7 separate regions of the Mus musculus genome follow, and regions 1, 2, 3, 5, 6 and 7 are each linked to region 4. Evidence: chromatin contacts called from public promoter capture Hi-C data. All regions are on one chromosome and are shown on one strand. The core of a region is the stretch at or near the end of the contact, and the rest is flanking DNA. Distances in the headings are between cores, read along the strand shown.

Region 1 (2,700 bases), core at 190-2,689, 720 kb before region 4:
ATGGTGTTGACTCCACCTGTCCAAGCTTCTGGAAAGGAAAAAGGCAGAGGTCACTGGGCCACCAGGAAAGAAAATGCAAAATATGTTTAATCAGGTGTTAAAGCCAAACTAACTCATCCCTGAGGGAAGCTTACTCATTGCGGTGTTGAGGAAGCAGGTGAGGAAGTGTGTGTGTGGAGGGGGAGGAGACAATAACAATGACAATGAGACAAACACATTAGCCGTGTGCTAATATATTAAGCCATGTGCTAATGCAAGGCACCAAAGAGGTCCTCGCTAAGACACAGCCAGAGAGAGAAGGGAGCTGAATCAGGCCAAGGCCTGGCCTTCAGGACTGGGGAACTGCCAACTAGAAGTGGAAGGGGAGTGGAGAGGAGAGGAAGAAAAATAGACCTGACAAAGGCCAGAGTATCCCTGCTACTGTAAAGTCTCTCCTTCCATTCTCAAGTCTATGGAGCAAACTTGGTCTCTACAGTACTAGGAAGATGTATAGAGCCAAGCAGCCAAGCTAGACACCAAACTACACTAGCTGTGACTCCAAAGCTCACTTGTGTTTTCCTACCTAAGACAAAAAGGGGACAATCAAGAGTCCTTTTCTGACGAAGGGAGAGATGATTGGCAAAGCTAGAAAACAGGATAGAAAAGTACTACAAGAGATGGAGGCCAGTAGTGTTGCCTTTCTCCTTCCAAACAGCTATCTTTTTCAGTATTCACTGTGGCCTTTCAATGTGTTAGGTGCTAGGGTCAGGGACGGATTAAGAATAGCTCCAACCCTCAGAGTCTTAACGGTGCAATGAAAAGGCATATAAGTAAAAAGACTTCCACCGTAAGTGGGGTACAGTGAACCGGGTGCTGAAAAAAAAAAAATGCTGGCAAAAAAAGAAAAGTACTGGATGAAAACCGGGAATGGGTCAGGGACCTTGAATGGAGATCACAGGGCTGAGACATCAGGGTGTGGGGAGCTGCGAGGAGGAGCCCACCTCCCAGCCTTCAGTCCGGTGGCCCGCCCCCTCCTCAGAGCCGAGCAGGGCTTGACGGCGAGGCCGCAGCAGGGGAAACGCCCGTGTGACCCGAGCCTGAGCCCGAGGCCCAGAGGCCCCAGAGGCCCAGCGTCCTAAGCCGGGTGGCTCAGGACTCTCCCGGCCCGGGCCTGCCGGTTCCACCACCCCGGCGCGCTCGCCCTCTCACCTTCACCTTCCCGGCCTCGCGGCGGCCATCACACCCAACACGTCACTAGCCGGCGCCACACCGAGAGAAGCGGGAGGGGAGGGGGCTGCGCTCGTCACTCGCCCCGCTGCAGCCCGGACGAGCCGATGGCCTCTGAACGCTGTCACCTCAACCTTACCACTCCTATACCACAGTGTCTAGGAACTCCGCGCTCCAAAAGGAGCCCCCGCGTGCCTGGTAACCGTCCCGTGTCTCGTGCAGATGACGTAAGCTGTAGGGTGGGGCTCCCAGCGCGTCATGGGAGTTGTAGTTTGGATCAGCGTCCGTCAGGGTGGGGTAGGGCGGAGCCTCGAGCTGTCAAGCAGGGGTTGGAGGGGTGGGAGAACGGGACGGGGGTTGGGGGAGGGGAGAGGGTGGACGGCGGGGAGGGGAGCGGGCAGGACACGACAAGGGTACCGATTAGAGGTTTGCGTGCGCCTTTTTTGTTGTTGCGCCTTTTTTGTTGTTGCTGCTCCAGAATTTGACCCTGTATAACACCTGTCAGTTTTGAAATCCAGACTCGCATTTCATAATCCGAGTGTCTTCAAAGGGAACAAACAGACCGTTAGGGTGAAGTAATTGTCCTTCAGTTGCCTTTGAGGCAACTAAACAGCAGCCACAACGCATCAGGCAGCTACTAGGTGACAGTCATTGCACTGGCTATCTAACATGCAGTTTTTAATTTTCACTCAGTCCCAGGACATTCAGGACATGATTATCCAACCTCACATGCCATTCACTGGCCCCTCATTTTGTTCCAAGAACTGGGATACTGCATTGGACCCCAAGCTGGGAGGGCTCCAAGCCTGGGCTCTGTAGTAACACCCACCAGCCACTTGTAGCTACTGAGACCCTGAAATGCAGCTGCTACAAACTGAGAAATGCCCCAATGTTTAATATAAAAAGAAATGCAAACTACCTTATTAGTAATTTTATATTGATGTGTTGTTATAGCTTTGGATAAACTGGGCTAAATGAAATACATTATCTTAATTAAATCGCCCCCCCCACCCCGTTTCTTCTTACTTCTAAAAGTAGAGCTAATAGTGGCGGTCACAAAAAAGGCTCAGTAGGTATAAATGGCTGCTACCAAGCCTGACAGCTTGAGTTCCATCTCCAGGAACCCACACGGTGGAAGGAAAGAACCTGCTCATAAAATGTTGTCCTCTAACCTCCGTACAAGAGCCAGGGCACGTGTACATCAACCACACACGATAAATGAATATGGTTGGGGCCTAGAGAGATGGCTTTTACAGAGGACCCAACACCTACATGTTAGCTCACATCGGTAACTACAATTCAGGGGATCCAGTGTCCTCTCTGTCTTCCAGGGGGAACCAGGCACACTTCTGATACACTTCCATACATGCAGGCAGCATCCCATACACATTAAATAAAAACAACAAGCCAAGTATTTAAAAGCAGATAATATGGCTAGCTGAATATTTTAACTGTGTCTGTGGCCCATGCGACCTTGCTTTTGTTTGTTTGGGG
Region 2 (2,759 bases), core at 52-2,551, 760 kb before region 4:
CTGCCACAAGTCTTCTCCTGGTCAATTCATTTCTTTGCTTTTCTTTCTTTCTTTCTTCCTTTCTTTAATTTGCATGTATATCCCAAGGTCACACAGCTACTAAATGTCAAAAGCAGGGTTTGAACCAAAATGTAGGTTCCTGCTTGTTGTGCAGTGGCTACTTCCCCTGACTTTCAAACTTCTCCCTGATGGTGGGAGGAGAGAATCTCTTCAGAAGGCTGCAAATTCCTAGAGCTCCCTCCACAAGGTTGATTTAAACTATGTCCAGGGGAGAGCATTCTCAGATGGAGCTGCCTGAAAGCTGCGCGGGGGTGGATCAGAACCCGTGCTCGGTGGGACTGTCAGTGATGTAGCTGCCTTTGGGTCATGACCCCAATACGTACACTCCTTGGTTCACCCAGCCACACTTGGGTGGAATCGTTTCTCTGTTCTGTTGGCTGTGCTCTGGGGCAAATAAACCTTTGTTGACACATGACTCCCTATGAAGGGTCTGCACGGAGGAAAGCATGGCCCTGACTGGGACACAAACCCCACCCCCACCCCTTCTCCGGCCAGCTTTGGTCCTCAAAAATTATACTCAGGGGCTCTCTCTCTCTCTCTCTCTCTCTCTCTCTCTCTTTCTCAAAGATTTATTTATTTGTTCGGACACACCAGAAGAAGGCGTAGGATTCCATTACTGATGGTTGTGAGCCACCATGTGGTTGCTGGGAATTGAACTCAGTGGTTAAGAGCACTGAGCCGTCTCTCCAGACACTTTCTTTTGCTTCTGGAAGAGATGTCTGCAATATAAAGAAGCACTTCCCACTTCTCTTACAACCCCAGCCCAGACTCCTCCAGCCGAATCAGACCCCCCTATCCTTCCCAGCCCTGCCACCCTACAGGCCCCTGGAGACTTGGGTTTCGGAGCAGGCTGCAGGGGGCGAGCAGAGAAGACCCCAGCATCTCACTCACGCGCACTCAGGCAGGGTGCACACCGGGGCCTAGGCGCTTGCCCCTTCTCTACCGGTCTAGCGGGACGAAGGCACGCCTCTGTGGTCCCGAGATCAGCGGCTGCCATGGATAAAAGGACGCCAACGCTCTCCGCCCGAAAGCCCAGATTCCCAGCAGCCGGGGAATCCGCCTCCAGCAGGGGCGGAACCTCCAGTGGTTGTCCTAATTGGCTAAGGCTGGGGCGGGGCCTCCGCCGCTGTCCTGCTCGGCCAATTGACAGTGCCAGGACGCCTTATATTTGTTTCTTCGCATCCGGAAGCGGCAGTTTCAATATGGAAAGGAGGGGCTAATGGGACCTCATTGCTGATTGGTTAACTGTTAATGCTAATTCTACCAATTCAAATTGAGGACAGGCTCTGGTTGGTCAGTAGTACTCGGTTACGCAATTTCCGGATGTAAAGTCTCTAATGGCAGTGGATAGGTGGGGCTAGAGACTCCGGCAACTTTGACCTTTTCACGCGGACCCCACACTAGCAACTCCCCAGAGTGCTTTTGCCAGGGACGAACTGGAATTTGGATCCGAGGCTTGTAGGACGCAGTAGCCGAGTTCTAGGGAAACAAAAGTCTGAAGATGAATTTCCCACGTGCGCTTGCTGGTTTCTCGAGCTGGCTCTTCAAACCTGAACTTGCCGAGGACTCTCCGGATAATGACTCTCCGGATAATGACACTGTTAACCCATGGCGTGAGCTGCTGCAGAAGATAAATGTGGCCGATCTCCCCGATTCATCCTTTTCGAGCGGTAAGGAACTTAATGACTCTGTGTACCATACTTTTGAACATTTCTGCAAGATTAGGGACTATGACGCAGTTGGCGAGCTGCTTCTGGCATTTCTGGATAAAGTAACAAAGGAAAGGGACCAATTCAGAGATGAAATTTCCCAGCTCCGAATGCACATAAATGATCTAAAGGCTTCTAAGTGTGTCCTGGGGGAGACTCTTCTTTCCTACCGCCACAGGATTGAAGTTGGGGAAAAACAGACTGAAGCCCTCATTGTGAGGTTAGCTGATGTGCAATCCCAGGTCATGTGTCAGCCTGCCCGGAAAGTGTCTGCAGATAAGGTGAGGGCACTGATTGGTAAAGAATGGGATCCGGTAACCTGGGATGGAGATGTGTGGGAGGACATAGATTCTGAAGGGTCTGAGGAAGCTGAGTTGCCCACTGTCTTGGCCTCTCCATCCTTGTCTGAGGAAAGTGGTTATGCCTTGTCTAAAGAACGCACCCAGCAGGACAAAGCAGATGCCCCTCAGATCCAGTCTTCAACATCCTTAGTTACTTCTGAACCTGTCACCAGACCCAAGTCTCTGTCTGACCTTACAAGTCAGAAACACCGCCATACTAATCATGAACTCAATTCACTTGCTCACTCAAATCGCCAAAAGGCAAAGGAACATGCTAGGAAATGGATTTTAAGGGTGTGGGATAATGGTGGGAGGCTCACAATACTGGATCAGATTGAATTTCTCAGTTTAGGTCCTTTGAGCCTTGATAGTGAGTTTAATGTCATAGCCCGCACTGTTGAAGATAATGGTGTGAAGAGTTTGTTTGATTGGTTGGCTGAAGCATGGGTCCAGAGATGGCCTACTACAAGAGAGCTGCAGTCGCCTGACACCCTGGAGTGGTATTCTATTGAGGATGGGATTGAAAGGCTTAGGGAACTTGGAATGATAGAGTGGCTTTGTGTAAAAGCTACTTGTCCACAGTGGAGGGGCCCGGAAGATGTACCCATCACGAGAGCTATGAGGATAACTTTTGTCCGGGAAACTAGAG
Region 3 (2,735 bases), core at 189-2,688, 890 kb after region 4:
CACCAATAAAATTCATAGGTTTACCAAGTTGGATTTTGGTAGAGTTTTGGTCTGCAGTTGGCTCCCTGTCTGAGGTGAGTAGATGTTTGCTCTCCCCAGGCATAGTCATATAACAACAACACACAAGAGTTTACAAGCTGGGTATGATGGCGCACGCCTTTAATCCCAGCACTTGGGAGGCAGAGCCAGGCAGATTTCTGAGTTCGAGGCCAGCCTGGTCTACAGAGTGAGTTCCAGGACAGCCAGAGCTACACAGAGAAACCCTGTCTTGAAAAAAACAAACAAACAAACAAAAAAACAAAAACAAACAAAAAAAAAAACAAACACAGTTTACTGTATTTTTAAGGTTTTAGTTTTTGTCATTTAAAATTCTATTTTTACTATGGAATGCTTCACAGATCTGTGTGTCATCCTTGTGCCAGGCCCATGCTGATCTCTGTATTGTTTCAATTTTAGTATGTATGCTACCGGAATGAGTACCATTTTTAGTTTTTAAATTTATTTATTCAATTGATTTTTATGTGTGGATGCCTGTTGTATGTATACCATGGGTAGGTGCCCATGGACACTAGCAGAGAGTATACTCAGCTAAGAGCTCTTGCTGCTTCTGTAGAGGACCAGAGTTCAGTTCCCAGCCCCACATGGTTGCTCGCAACTGTCTGTAATTCGTTTCAGGGAATCCATGCCAAGGCATTAGACATACATGTGGCACACATACAAACATGGAGGCACACACATAAATTTTTCAAAAATAAATTGGAAATGATACCACTCTTAAGCATTCATGTGCCTTTAAACTAAAAGCAATTTGCCGAAAATGAACAATTTTCCCCTTTCAACCTCTCCAGATACAGCAAGACTGCCGGTAGAAAGATTTTAATCACAGAGGCCCTGGGCACTCTGGATTTCACAGACCCCAGGCTAGGCCCCAAATTCAAGAGCAGACCTAACTGTTCCAAGATACCACGCCCACGCCACTAAATAGTCTGCAACCTCTTCCATTTCATTCTTTCTGGGGTTCTGGGTCAAGTGGCCTCAGTGAAAATTCTACCCTATATGACCCCTCACTCTAGCCTCGCCTGCTCCTCCCCTGGGTTCTCAGTACAGACAGAGCCCCTACCCACCCACCGCGAGACCCCGCCCACGAGCCTCTGGTCCCGCCCTCAACCAGAGATGACCAATGAGTTGTCCTTCTCGTGTTGAGGCTCAGGGTTCCGCCCTCCAGCAAGCAGCCCGCCCCAAAGGTGTGTTAACCAATGCCTGTTCCTTTCCCGCTCTAGGGGCTCCACCCCTTCAGGCCCCGCCCCTCAGGGTACCTCCCTCTGGGGCGTGGTCGGCGCCGCGCCTCCGCCGCGCGCGCGGAGCCTGATGCCGCCCCCCTCCGCCGGTCCCTCCTCCGGCAGCCTGGCGCCTCCCTCCCTCCCGGCCGCGGTGACTCACGGAGAGGCGGAGGCTGAGGCGGCCGCTCCTGGTGCTGCTGCCGCCGCCGCGGCTGCTTCTCCGGCTGAGCGCGCCCCGGAACAGGCCGCCGCGCTCCGGACCCGCAGCCCCCGGCGCCGCGCGTTCGGGCGGCCCAGGTAAGCGCGAGGCCGGGCCGCGACCGCAGCATGGGGGCCGGCGCTGCGCCGGGACGCGGGGGAGCCGCCGGCCCTTTGTCTCCCGGGGAGGGGCCGCGGAAGGCACCTTCGACCCCGCAGAGACCCACCGGGCCGGCTCCGCTGGCGCGGCGCCCTGGGCCTGGACCCGTCGTCCCCACCACACCCGGCGCTGCTACCTCCCGCCGCAGACCACCCTGCTGCCTTCCTCCCTTTCTCTTGGGGGTCTCCTCCACAGGTGTCCCAGTTGCTCACCCCTCTGGGCCCGCGTGCTTGTCATCGTCTGTCCACCCTCCTGGTCCCATTGCCCTGTCTCTTCCTCACCTTACCGCACCTCTTTCCCAGCATCCTGACTCTCCATGTTTCCCTTCCTAGATGCTGCCAAGGTCTGTCTGTCCGCCCAGCTGCCCTTCCTCCCTTTCTAGTTTAAATGCACCGTCCGCTCCCCTGATTCCACCTCTCCTTGGTGTTTTTGGAAGGTACATGTGAGAGACACATGTCTCACCTTCGCAGGGCACTTGGGAACGTGAGCCTGCAGATTAACCACTCGGACCTCCAAATTGCATGTATCCCCTCCTTTTTGCCACCCCTATCAAGGTTGCACTTCCCTTTTCCGTGAGCCTGGAGCTCTGGACACTTTACCTGCAGAGGCCCTGCAGCCTTTGCATGCTTCTGTGTATGGAACTTGACTTAGGAGTAACTCTGCCGGTTAGCTCATGGGAAGGCCCAAGGGGATCAAGAGTTTTATGAATAATGAGACGTGCGGCTTGCAGCACTTTCTATCTGAGGATCTAACTATGCTCTAGCTGTTAATTATTCTGTCTCCTGTCACTTACAGATCCAAAGGAAGTGTGCCTAGATAACTGCTGGGTAAACTGAGGCACAGAGTATGTTGCTGTGGGATCTGGAGGCAAGTCAGTTTGTCTTGAGATTTAGTTCTCAAGTGGCTTCTGGCTTCTTGGCTTCTGGCTCGCTCCTACCACCACCAGGCTCTTGTTCCTGGCTGGAAACCCTGTGATAACTGATCTCTGCTGCCATGAAGGTGTCTGGAGACGCCAGCACTTCCTTGGATTCAAAGCAGGACTTTGAATCACAAATAAAGGTGCCAACTGTTCAGTGCCAGTGTGTCACTCATGGCTT
Region 4 (2,700 bases), core at 107-2,606:
GCTCACAACCATCCGCAACAAGATCTGACTCCCTCTTCTGGAGTGTCTGAAGACAGCTACAGTGTACTTACATATATTAATAAAATAAATCTTTAAAAAAAAATGTGATTTTTGTCGAGCACGATAACCCACGCCTTTAATCTCAGCACTCTTGAGGCAGGCAGATCTTTTTGAGTTCGAGGCTGGCCTAGTCTACTGAGTTCCGGGGCAGCCACAGGGAAAACCGGTGTTCATGTGGCGCTCTGCCCGCCAGTTCTATTTTCTCAGCGCACACTATAAGCTTCCGGTGCTAAAATGGCAACAGTGTTACCATGTGGCCCGTTGGCTACAAAGCCAGACAAAAACAAGGTGTTAAAGAACTAAGTATCTGCCCCGATTTTTTTTCTTGCACTCGTCATTTCTTACCTGGAGCGCACAGATTACAGGCTACCGTATTTCGTAACCATTCTGAATTAAGTTTCTTCTATAGCCTGGACCTGAATCGGGTTTAGCACGTGCTTTAACGTGGAAAAAACCAGCCAAGCATTGGGATCTGAGGAACCCTCCCTGTGCTGGTGGAGCACGAACACCGACATCAGAACAGTTATCTAGCAGTTCTGGTGCTCATCCTCGGAAAGGTCTGGCTAAAGTTAGGCGTCGAGGGAGCAACGACGGCTACTCCGGGAGGTAGGCCGCCGCTTCCCAGAAGGCCGTGCGCGACAGACAACGTTGATGATTTTCCCCCCCTTTCAACTGGGCCCAGGGTGGGGCCCGCGGAGGTCCAAGTCCCATGGTGACAACAGTTATTCTCAAAAGCGACAATCTACAGGGACTAGGACGCCTGGAAACCCGGGGCGGCCACACACTTCCGCCCGTGGCTTCACAGCCAAGCAGAGGCCCGGCGTCCCGCTCCGGCTACTGCCCGCGCTTAGGCCTTAACGACGCGGCTGCGCGAGGCCAACCAGGCCCCGCTCTACCGCTCCCTCCCCGCGGCGCAGGCCGCACCGGGCCTCTCCGAAGCAACACTCGAGGCACGCAGGCCGGCCTTGGCGACCAACCTACCCGCTAGGCCACTGCTAGGAAGCACAAGGAGGAAGCACAGACGGGAAGGAATCCGACAACAGCCGCGCTACCGCTCCGTGCCCACAAAATGGCGCTAGGGCCGCCTCCCGCCCTCGCCCGCCTTCGGCCTCTCCCACTGGCTTCCCTGCAGGAGGGGCGCTCTCCGAGGGAAGCCACAGGCGCTCTCTCCTCCCAGAGGCTCGGATGCTAGCAGGCTCTTCGGCGTATAGAAAAAAGTAAAGAAACGCAACAATGAAAACAGCTGGGTCTGAAAAACTGACAGATGAAGGACAGAACGGCCACTCGGCCTTCCGAGTCCCCCTACGTAACGCGGTAGATGGCTTCGCCTGACCAACGGCCGGCCCTAGTCGAGGAGCTCGCGCGCGCCGAGAATGCGCGAGACTAGCGCAGGCCGGGACTGGGGCGGCAGGGGCGGGGCTAGGAGGGAAAGGGGGCGGAGCCTGCGACTGAACGCGTAAGGGCTTGGGGGGGAATCCCTGGGAACCCTGGGTTCCTAGTCTAAAGGCGACTCTTAAATGTCTTCTGCCTTTGCTCGTTAATTTCCAACGTGGAAACATTAACTTTGATCTGCAAAATGGTCCCTGTTCTAAGTACTATTTTGTATCAAGTACCTTTTAGCACTCTCTGGCTCTAGGGGGAGAAAAACAAACCAGAATCTTGTGAATGGCAGGCAAGTGTCTTCCCATTGACCTTGGGCTTAGCCATCAGATACTGTTTTAGAGACAGGGATCTCAAAGTCACTGTGTAGCCCAGGCTGTCCTTTAACTCATCAAGGCTGCCAAGTGTGGATGCTGCCCTAGCAGTCTACACGATAGTCGTGATACTCTCTCCTCTTTCAATAAGTGAAGAAACTGAGGCACAGAGTTGAGTACCTTGCATGAAGTCACCATGAGAAAGAGGCCCCACTAGGGTCTGAATCCTACAGCAAAAAACTACTTGGATGTTTCAGTATTTCGGTTCCAGTTGACGAGTCCTAGTATAACTTTAAAAAGGCTGAAGGCTAGCTCTACCACCAAGCAGCAGATGTAGACTCTTTACTCAGGGTTGGAATTTCTTGGTGTATCAGATTCAAAGCTTAGGCACAAAGGTTTTACACAGTTGCTTTATTTACTGAAACTGGGTCTTGCTGTACAGAACAGGCTGGCCTTGAGCTTGCTGGGTTCCTCCTGCCTCTGCCTCCCTTCTGGGAGGAATGGGGTAGGATTGCAGATCACCATCAGGCCAAGCCTTCCCACTTTAAGTTTATAAATGAATTCATTTCCTCCTCACAGCTACCTTGTAAGAAGATGGCATTGGAAGAACAGATGTTAATGTCTAGCCCCTAACTTCCATTAGAGCCCAGGCTGGCCAGGAACTCCTGGCCTGTCCTCCTGCCTCAACCATCTGAGTGCTGGGATTATAGGCATGAGTCCTTCCACCCAGCATTATTTACTTTTTGGTTTTGAACTTAACAAACAAACAAACAAAACAGGATTTCTGCGTAGTCTTTGGCTGGCTTAGAACTTACTGTGTAGACCAGGCTGGCCTCAGATTTGCTATGCCTTTCCTGAATCTGCGCCTTCAGTGTTGGGATTACAGGTGTGAGTCACCAAAATGGTTTTTTGTTTGTCTCCTAAGACAAGGTTTCATACAGCAGAG
Region 5 (2,779 bases), core at 79-2,578, 800 kb after region 4:
AATTTATTACAATGAAATGGTCACATGTATCTGGGATTTCAAATCCTTCCCTTTAAAACTGCCATTAAACATCATGATTTTATGCAAAATTGTTCTTTAAAACCCCCGACGACGCAGACACACACAATATACCACGATCTAAATCGCGCCCCTCTTTCTCGAACACCCTTTTAAAAAGATTGAACACCTTCAAGATGCTCCTCACCACCCCACCCCCGTCTTCAGACCCTAAAAGAAAGAAAAGCGAGTGGAGTTCCGAATGAAGAAACGAGAGAGAATAAAGGAGAATAAAACGAGAGACCCTCTTGCATTCTCTATCTCTGGAGAATTTTAGTGATCGAGTAAACATACTGAGACGGTAGCCCAAAGTGGAGCCAAGGGCTTCTTACAATACAGCCAACCTGATGATGAATGACTACTTCCATTATATTTCATTATTCTTGAAAATGCCATCTCCGTTGCCTCCCCAATCCCAAGAGCCCGACACCACCAGGGCAAAAATCTGTCCCCATCCAAAGCGCCAAAGAGTTGCCAAGTAATCCTTTCAAGGTGCCCCCCCCCACGCCCCAGCCTCCTCACCTCGTCAGCGCTCAGCTCCTCCATCGCTTTCCTCTTAATGGTGAAAGGCGTTAGAGAGATCCTTCAGTTCTTGAGACCAGGGCGGGAGCAAAGGAAGAGTGGAAGGTATCTATCGGGCTGTCTGGTCCCCCAATGGGGGAGGTTTCAGAATTGCATAGTCAGAGGTTAAAAACTAAGAACACGAGGCACTGAATCGCCTTGGCTTCGGCCGCTCGCACCGCCGCAGCCTCCTCCAGCAGCAAGCGCCCAGAGCTGCCGCCTCTGGCCACGGCCACCGCTATGGGGTCCTCTCCAGGCGCCACTGACTCCCCTCAGCTTCCCAGGTTACCCAGGGCGGGCGGCGCGGTCTCCAGCTCGGCTCGTGCCCGCTGCGCGCCGTGTCTTCGTGGCGGTGACGCGGCAGCTGCGTTTTTTTCTCCCGCAGACCCTGCTCCGGGTCCCACCCCTGGGCCCAGGCGGGAACAGCTCCACTGCACACTGGATGCCCCCGAGGCGCGGCGACCCTACAGCAGCCCAGGCAGAGCCCAGCACCGGACCGGGAAGCCCCTCCCCTCTAAAAGCAGGCCAGGCTCGCCCCGCCTCCACGCGAGAACCCCGGTGGGGGGCAGGGGAGGGACGGGACTGGCGAAGCCCTCGCTGGAAGCGTAAATCCTCCTACCCCTCCAACCCTACTCTTACCCCCTCGCCCCACCAAGAATTATTCATCAAAACAACAGGGCGGCCATCTTTGAAAGGGGTCACGTGACCCTCGCCGGGGAGGCGGGGCTTCTCGCTCTGGGATTCGCCAGCCAATAAGCAGCGGGCGTCGCGCCGCCGATTTCCTCTTCGCTTGCATCCTGTCCCCGCCCCCTGCCCCACCCCCTCTTCCCTGAGCGGCGCCAGGCGGGGGGAGGGGCGAGAGGGGCTGCTAAGAGGAGACGAGGAGGAGGCGGGGCGGACAGTCACCATGGAGACTGAGCGGAGGCGAGGGGCGCGGTGGGCGGGGCCCAGGTAGAATTGCTGAGGGCAGGATGTGCCAATCCGAATATGGCCCTTCCACGGGCTCTCCCCTGCGCCTTGGGTTTCTGCGGTGCTAGTTTGTTCCCATGTGGATCCTGCTGTGGAGTGACTTGGAAATCCTCCAGGATGCTGCAAGCCGGCTACAGACATTAGAAGAACTGAGGAATCGGAAACACATTTGCTTTCTGCAGGGAGCATTTAGCACCATCCTGCAAATACCTTGTCCCACTCTTTTCCTCCCCCAGGAAAACCCATGGAAGAAAACTAACAGGATCTTAATTTTATTTTACCTTGTTCTTTTAGAGAGGTGCTCTGCTTTAAGGGTGTAGAGACTCAAATTATTGAGAAATGTATTGAACAATGACTTAGTAACTAACCCTTTGTAATGCCAGCTCGGCCGGACAACAAAAACTTACTTTACAATCAATGTATAAATACAAATTGAAAAATCTAACAGAACCGTGAAAATCCAGATTTTGCCACAAAGTATATATCGTATGGCTTACAAAAGCCATAATCATCTCGTTCTTAATTGTTCTTGAGACAGAATCTTGCTATGTATTTCAGATAGCCCCAAATTTGAAATCCTGCCTGAACGCTGGGGTATGCACCACCATCACAGATTACCCAACTATAACATTAATGTATGTATATGTGTATACATGTATGTATTTGAAACAGGGTCTCGCTGGCCTGGAACTCACAGAGATCTGCCTGCCTCTGCCTCCCAAGTGCTAGGGTTCATTACCGGCTACTCTTAGCTGAACTATAATCTTAAACATTCCACTCCTGTTTAAAAGAGTTACAGTTGATCTTATCCAAGGGGACAAGAAGTGACTAAAATAGTTACAATTTGTTTGCTACATGCTAAAAATGGGAACATGACTATTAGATATGCAAAGAGTCTGTGAGTAAAATTAAATCGCTGCAGGCTTTTCAGGACTGCATTCTACTTTCCAGGAAATGAATTCTGTGTAAGCCATTTTGCACCCCTAGTTACACTGATGTCAATTACATTGTTTTTCTGAAAACATGATAATTGCCATGTAGCCTCAGATTAAATCACACAAGTAAAGTATACAATGGCTTTAGGGTAGTGAGAGTTCTTTAACATCATTGCTCTTTAATTTCAGAACATTTTAATCACCCACCCAGCCATCCAACACACTATAACCATTCCTCCTCATCCTGCCATTACTTC
Region 6 (2,700 bases), core at 153-2,652, 860 kb after region 4:
AATCTATACATTCTTTACGTTGTGGGAACTTTTGGATAAAGAGAATCTCTTTATGGGTTACAACAATCTTTCATATTACTACAGCCAATTATTTTGTAGAACATATAGCCAGTGTCTGAGCCTCACTCTGCTGCTGTGACAAAACACTCTGACCAAAAGCAACTTGGGGAGGAAGGGTTCTTTTGCCTTATACTTCCAGGTCAGTCCATCACTGAAAGAATTGGGGCACGGGCTCTAGGAGGAACCTGAAGCAGACACTACTGAGGAATGAATGCTGCTGCCTCCTGGCTTAAACTCAGTCTGTAGACCAGACTGGCCCTGAACTCAGAGATATCATTCCATCTCTGCCTCTTTAGTGCCAATGCCCAGCACCTAGGAAGCTGGCTTTCTTATACAGCCCAGTACATCAGGGTGGCCTCGAACTCAGAAATCCACCTGCCTCTGCCTCCCGAGTGCTGGGATCAAAGGCCTGCGCCACCACGCCCGGCTTAACTATGAACTTCTAACACCCCCCCCCCTTCAACTTCACAAAGGCATCACTGTAAGCTATAACCTTTCGATTTCTTGTCTCCAAAGTCCCTGTTAACATTATAAAACAAAAGCATAGACCAACTTTCAAAATTCTCAGTCTTTCAAAATTTCAAAACTTTTAAAGTTCCGAGTCTCTTTAAAAGTCCAAGTCTTTTAATCATGAGCTCCTGTAAAATCAAAATAAGTTTCATACTTTCTAATCCCAAAAGGGCAGAACCAGAGAATAGGAATAATCACAATTAAGCAAACCCAGAATCCAACAGTGTAGCTCAATATCCGACATTTGGGACTCAGGATCTGGGTCCCAAAGGGCTGGCATAGCCCTTTCTCCACTCAGCTCCCTGGTAACAGTTTACAGTCCACTCAGCAGCAATTTAACTGGTTCTCAAAGGCTGTGTGGGCTTGCTCTTTCCCAGATTTGGAAACGACTAAAAGGGAATGTCCTTCTCAGCACTGGCTTTCCCCCATTGCCTCTCACCCACATCCCTCTAAGTTCATGGGCGTCTGCTCTCAAGAAATCTCTAGAGAGGAAGAATCCAGGCCACCCCAAGTGGGGGAACTGACCTGCACCAAGGTCACAGGAAAGTTACCAACTTTTTGGTTCCAAGAACTAAAGGGCAAGAGTTGACTATGAAGAGCTGGCCCCAGGGACCGTTACAAAAGTCTCTAAAGGCCCAGCCATTGTGCATTGTCCCTTGCTTGGCAAAGTACGGGTCACCGGGCTAACGCTCGCACAGGCTCGTCTCCTAGGACCTCGGTGGGTTGCTTACCAGGCCTTGAAGGCCAAACGGCCCTAGTCCTCCAGGAGACAACCTCGGCCCGGACGCCAGCGCAGGGAACACCGCCGCCTTGCTCTCATTGGCCCCACACAGCCGGAAGTGCGCGAATCCAGCGGAAGTGCTCGCTCCATGCGGTCCGCCAGGCCGGGGAGTCAGGTAGGCGGGGCCCCTGGTTCCAAACCCTGGGATCCGCTAGCGGGCGGCAGGCGGGGATCGGGAGGGCGAAGGAGGTTGTCCTGTTTTCCGATCAGGGAGGACGGAGAAGCGTTTCGCAGGCGTAGGACTCCCCGCCTCCTCAGGTGACCACCGGGCCTGCTGGAGCCCGGCCTTGGCGGGACCTGCACACCTCGGCGGGAGCTTGGAGTTCGTCTGTCCGCGGGGAGGAGGCCGGCATCCGAGCGTGCGGTCCGGCTCTGCCTTATTTTTGCTCCGGTGGTCCCGGGCCCGGGCTTTGCTCACCTCCGTCCCTGAGAAGGTGTGCTTTCTGCCCTTGCCTTCTCGTGCGTCTGAGTTGGACAGTTTTCCTCAAGCCGAGTCCCGAGTGCTGTGGCCTCACCCAGAGGAGACTCGGCAAAAGCTACGGGAGGCACAGCCCAGGGATTCAGTGGCCTCTCCCGCGTCTTCCTAGGAATGGAGAACGTATTTCAGTTACAGTCTGCTTAGCGGGAAGTGATCTGGACAGCTGTAGGCCAAGTTCAGACACAGCAAATAAAACTCTTAACAGTTTTACCTTGTTCTAGCCAGCTCCACCCCAGGAGGTTTGAAGTTTGAGCCTCCGGTAAACTTTATGACAACTTCGCTTTCCTCAAATTGATGACACTCAGAGCTCCGACAGTTGGCGAGTTTTGAGCACCGTGCACGGGACAGGATACTGGAACCCCGGTGAGCGTGAATGAATATATTCCACTCCAGATGACAGTGTTGGCCATTTCGGCAGTCTCAAAGGAAACGCATCACTTTTATTCAATACTAGGTGGTGCCAGTGAGTCAAATCTTTCTGGTCTAAATCTGTAGTGTGGTTAAAGTTTTTTTGTTGTTGCTTTGTTTTTTTTTTTTTGTTTTTGTTTTTTTTTTTTTTGTTTGTTTGTTGTACAAGCCTTTATTTTTCCTTAAATTTATTCAGAATAACTTTGCCTTTTGAGACTGTATTGCAGCTTGGGAGTGCAGTCTGGCGTAGCGTATATGTAGCATTCTGGTTCCTCCATTTCCCCCAAGAAGAGATAAATTTTTGTGTTAAACAGTAATAACTTACTGTGCAGGGGATTTATCTTAATGGTAGAGTCCTTGCTTAGCAGGAATGAGCGCCTGGATTCAATCCCCTGTTCTGGGGGAAGAAAAACAAGTCTGGGCATGTTAGCACATACCTGTAATCTTAGAAAAAATATGTTCT
Region 7 (2,814 bases), core at 280-2,779, 690 kb before region 4:
GGTGACGCCTCCATTCTTGGCACAGAGCGGGAGCTGAGTTCTGGGCTTCCTAGAGGGCAACTGAGGCTCTTGGAACTGGGATGGTCTGGAGTATCCGAGCACGCATCAGCAGAAGCAGGAGAAAGTGAAATGGAGAAAAAATGGCTGCCACTGGGCTCCAGGTTCCTGCCACTAGGTGGGCCTTTGCACACATTACCAACTCTGTAGTCGGGACTTATCAGAGTCTCTTATCTATCTTCCTTTGATGCTAGATTAGACCCTACCAAAACAAACAAACAAACAAAAAAACCCCAAAACAACAACAACAACAAACCTAGCTGCTCTGAGCTTGGAGAGAAAATGCCCAGAGCCTTGACTTTAAGGGGACTCAGGGGCTGGTCTTATTTGAGGAATCTCTTGTGATCTCTAGAAATGAGGTCTTGCCACTCTGTGTTGGAGTCTAAAATACCAAGCTTCTCAAAAACTGTGCATCACCAACGCGAAAGGCGTGTGACCCTATGTATAACTGAGCACAGATGGAAGACGGAGCAGGCATGCAAAAACCTGTGGCTCCCAGCACATGGGTTTCAAAGCCAGGTTCTTTTCCTTTCCTTTTTTTTTTTTTTTTTTTTTTCTTCCTTTCTTTCCTTTTTGGTCAGGGTCTCATGTAGTCTAGACTGACTTTAACCCTTCGTGTAGTTGAGGATGACCTTGGACTTCTGATAACCCTGCTTCAACCTCCCTGAGTACTGGGGTTATAAGCATGCACAACTATGTTTAGTTTATGCAGCGCTGGGGACCAAACCCTGGGCTGCATGCGAGCTAGGCAAGTGCTCTTACCAACAGGGCTCACCCACCGGAGCCCTCCACATTCCTACCACCCACCATGTTCAGGCCAACTCCCATGTCTCCAGCAACATGGGTGGAAGAAAACAGGATGCCCTGGAGAATGCGGCTGATTTGGAGCCTCAGTTTGTAAAGCTGGAAAACGGGGTTAACATAAGAAAACACTTCCAGCAAACGTATTTAACTGGTGCTTAACTAGTGAGGCCAGGCTGCAGCAGATCGTGTACGATAAACGGGAGTCTTGCTACTTATTATGGGAATTGTGATCATGGACTCCTCTGAGCGCCAAATGAGGGTAGGGGGCGCGCAAGGGGAGAGTGTACTTCGGCTGTCCCCTCCTCTGCCCGCAGCACAAACCTAGGAATCCCGACCCCATGAGAGGAAGTGATCTACCGGAGTCACCCGCGGGCAAGTGGACAGATGACCGCAACCCAGCTCCCCGGCTCCCCCCCTTCCAGCCCAGGTCGCCTGGACACCCCGGTCCTCGGCGAGACAGACGGCCAGGCACAGCTCCGCCGCCGCGTCCTCACCCTCTAGCTTGGCGTCATCCTTCGCCTGGACCAGAAGAAGCCAGGCCAACGGGGCCAGGAGCAGCAGGGACCGCATAGCGGAGTCTCGGGAACAACCCGCCGGCACTGAGACAGAAGCTGAACTGGAAACTTCGCGACGGGGCCGGCGGGCGCTGCCACGCACTGAGCCCGCCCCGGGGGCGGTGCCGCGCACGCCTCCGCCCGCCTCGGGGAAGGGTTTTCCTGCTTAGGCTTCTAGGTCCTCCAGACTTGGGGCAGGTCGTTGTGCCCCCTGGGTCCCGATGCCGGACCGTCCATGCTCTCCCTCCCCCGCTTCTCTCCAAGTGGGCGAGGAGGGCGAGGCCTTGATGTCTAGAAGAGGAGACTTAATATCATCTGCACCGCGATGGTGGGAATATATATATAAAGTCTAGCCCCAGCTCCCAAAAGAGAATCACTTAATTCAACTTTCCGCTCCCTGGAAGGAAATCAGAAAGTAGTCAAGGAAATTGCAGCGGTTAATTATGGGATGGATGTGTGTGTGTGTGGTGATGGTGGGGGGGGGGTATTAGATGGATGGATAAGTGGGTGTGTAAGTGGGTGAGTGAGTGGATGGTTGGATGGCGGTATAGGTGGATGGATGGGTAAGTGGCTGGCTGGCTGGATAGATGGATGATGGGGGGCCAGATGGATGGATGGGTGAGTGAGTGGATGGATGAATGAGGGCTAAGTGGATGGAGTGAAAATTTTCAGTGCCATTCACAGACAAAGTAAAAGAAGGTCAAAAGTTTCTGGAGCAAGGGTTCCTGGTCCAGATGTGAGCCAAGCACATCTACATTTAGACAAAATCTGTCAAGCCGTAGAAGAGAGCTCAAACAGGGACCCTGGAATCTCAGTCCCACAGATTAGATCCTAGGGCAGGGTTCGGGAGGGCGGGGGAGGAGGGGCTTGACGAAATCAGGGAGTTAGGGAGATTTGGTCTTTCACAAAGGAAACAGGCATCTACAGGATGCTAAGTGGGAAAGGTTTTCTCTTCAGTATGACTCATTGTTAAAGATAGATCCTCTGCCTAGCAGATAGGTCAAAACAAGGTTGGGTGGGGTAGGGTGGGGTCTGCCCAAATCCTAGCACTCAGGAGGTAGAAGAGCTCCATTGTCCAAAGCCAGCCTGAGCTGCACAGCCAGACTCAGTCAGAGAAGGGAGGAAGAAGGTGTCAAAGCGAGCTGGAATCCCAGCACTCAGGAGGCATAGCAGGATCAGGAGTTCAAGACATGCTCAGCCGTAGAGCTAGTGACCATATAGCTTGAGGCTAGTGTGGACTGTGTGAGACCTCAACAACACACACCCACCCCCAACACAGGAAACTTACAGACCAATGTTTGCAATGATTATTTCCAAGTTGTGGAATAAACATGTTCATAACTTATGCAGCGTTTCTAGGTCATATTATTGGGAATCGTTCTTCTTTTCTTGTTTCTCT

The links. Promoter capture Hi-C pulls out the DNA fragments that hold promoters and counts their contacts.
Region 1: a contact with region 4 is called in a promoter capture Hi-C map of pre-B cells, with 2.1 times the contacts expected there. The contact joins the promoter of Mfn2 here to the promoter of Tardbp in region 4. A contact is called at or near these places in 2 of 39 promoter capture datasets (erythroid cells and pre-B cells).
Region 2: a contact with region 4 is called in a promoter capture Hi-C map of pre-B cells. The contact joins the promoter of Miip here to the promoter of Tardbp in region 4. A contact is called at or near these places in 1 of 39 promoter capture datasets (pre-B cells) and 1 of 115 datasets of contacts at active chromatin or transcription factors (pancreatic cancer cells).
Region 3: a promoter capture Hi-C map of pre-B cells shows a contact between it and region 4, with 2.6 times the contacts expected there. The contact joins the promoter of Ctnnbip1 here to the promoter of Tardbp in region 4. A contact is called at or near these places in 3 of 39 promoter capture datasets (the HPC-7 cell line, liver and pre-B cells).
Region 5: a contact with region 4 is called in a promoter capture Hi-C map of pre-B cells, with 3 times the contacts expected there. The contact joins the promoter of Ube4b here to the promoter of Tardbp in region 4. A contact is called at or near these places in 8 of 39 promoter capture datasets (the 3T3-L1 cell line, the C10 cell line, cranial neural crest and 4 more).
Region 6: a contact with region 4 is called in a promoter capture Hi-C map of hippocampal neurons, with 5 times the contacts expected there. The contact joins the promoter of Nmnat1 here to the promoter of Tardbp in region 4. A contact is called at or near these places in 4 of 39 promoter capture datasets (cranial neural crest, hippocampal neurons, liver and 1 more), 1 of 484 Hi-C or Micro-C datasets (B cells) and 1 of 115 datasets of contacts at active chromatin or transcription factors (bone marrow-derived macrophages).
Region 7: a contact with region 4 is called in a promoter capture Hi-C map of pre-B cells, with 3 times the contacts expected there. The contact joins the promoter of Plod1 here to the promoter of Tardbp in region 4. A contact is called at or near these places in 4 of 39 promoter capture datasets (the C10 cell line, cranial neural crest, liver and 1 more).

What each region holds. Positions count from the first base shown.
Region 1 is chr4:147,903,470-147,906,169 of GRCm38.p6, forward strand. It overlaps Mfn2 (mitofusin 2), which reads right to left and starts at 1,440. Exons shown (of 19, transcript NM_133201.3): 1 at 1,189-1,440; 2 at 1-28.
Region 2 is chr4:147,867,418-147,870,176 of GRCm38.p6, forward strand. Miip (migration and invasion inhibitory protein) reads right to left here and starts at 1,302. Exons shown (of 10, transcript NM_001025365.2): 1 at 952-1,302. Fv1 (Friend virus susceptibility 1) reads left to right here and starts at 1,562. Exons shown (of 1, transcript NM_010244.3): 1 at 1,562-2,759. The coding sequence starts at 1,562.
Region 3 is chr4:149,516,803-149,519,537 of GRCm38.p6, forward strand. Ctnnbip1 (catenin beta interacting protein 1) reads left to right here and starts at 1,439. Exons shown (of 5, transcript NM_023465.4): 1 at 1,439-1,577. It overlaps Gm24381 (a small nuclear RNA gene), which reads right to left and starts at 480; the gene lies at 377-480.
Region 4 is chr4:148,625,640-148,628,339 of GRCm38.p6, forward strand. Tardbp (TAR DNA binding protein) reads right to left here and starts at 1,357. Exons shown (of 6, transcript NM_145556.4): 1 at 1,042-1,357.
Region 5 is chr4:149,425,303-149,428,081 of GRCm38.p6, forward strand. It overlaps Ube4b (ubiquitination factor E4B), which reads right to left and starts at 1,329. Exons shown (of 27, transcript NM_022022.3): 1 at 580-1,329. The coding sequence starts at 603.
Region 6 is chr4:149,483,808-149,486,507 of GRCm38.p6, forward strand. Nmnat1 (nicotinamide nucleotide adenylyltransferase 1) reads right to left here and starts at 1,403. Exons shown (of 5, transcript NM_133435.2): 1 at 1,302-1,403. It overlaps Lzic (leucine zipper and CTNNBIP1 domain containing), which reads left to right and starts at 1,459. Exons shown (of 7, transcript NM_026963.6): 1 at 1,459-2,192.
Region 7 is chr4:147,935,247-147,938,060 of GRCm38.p6, forward strand. It overlaps Plod1 (procollagen-lysine, 2-oxoglutarate 5-dioxygenase 1), which reads right to left and starts at 1,530. Exons shown (of 19, transcript NM_011122.3): 1 at 1,356-1,530. The coding sequence starts at 1,431.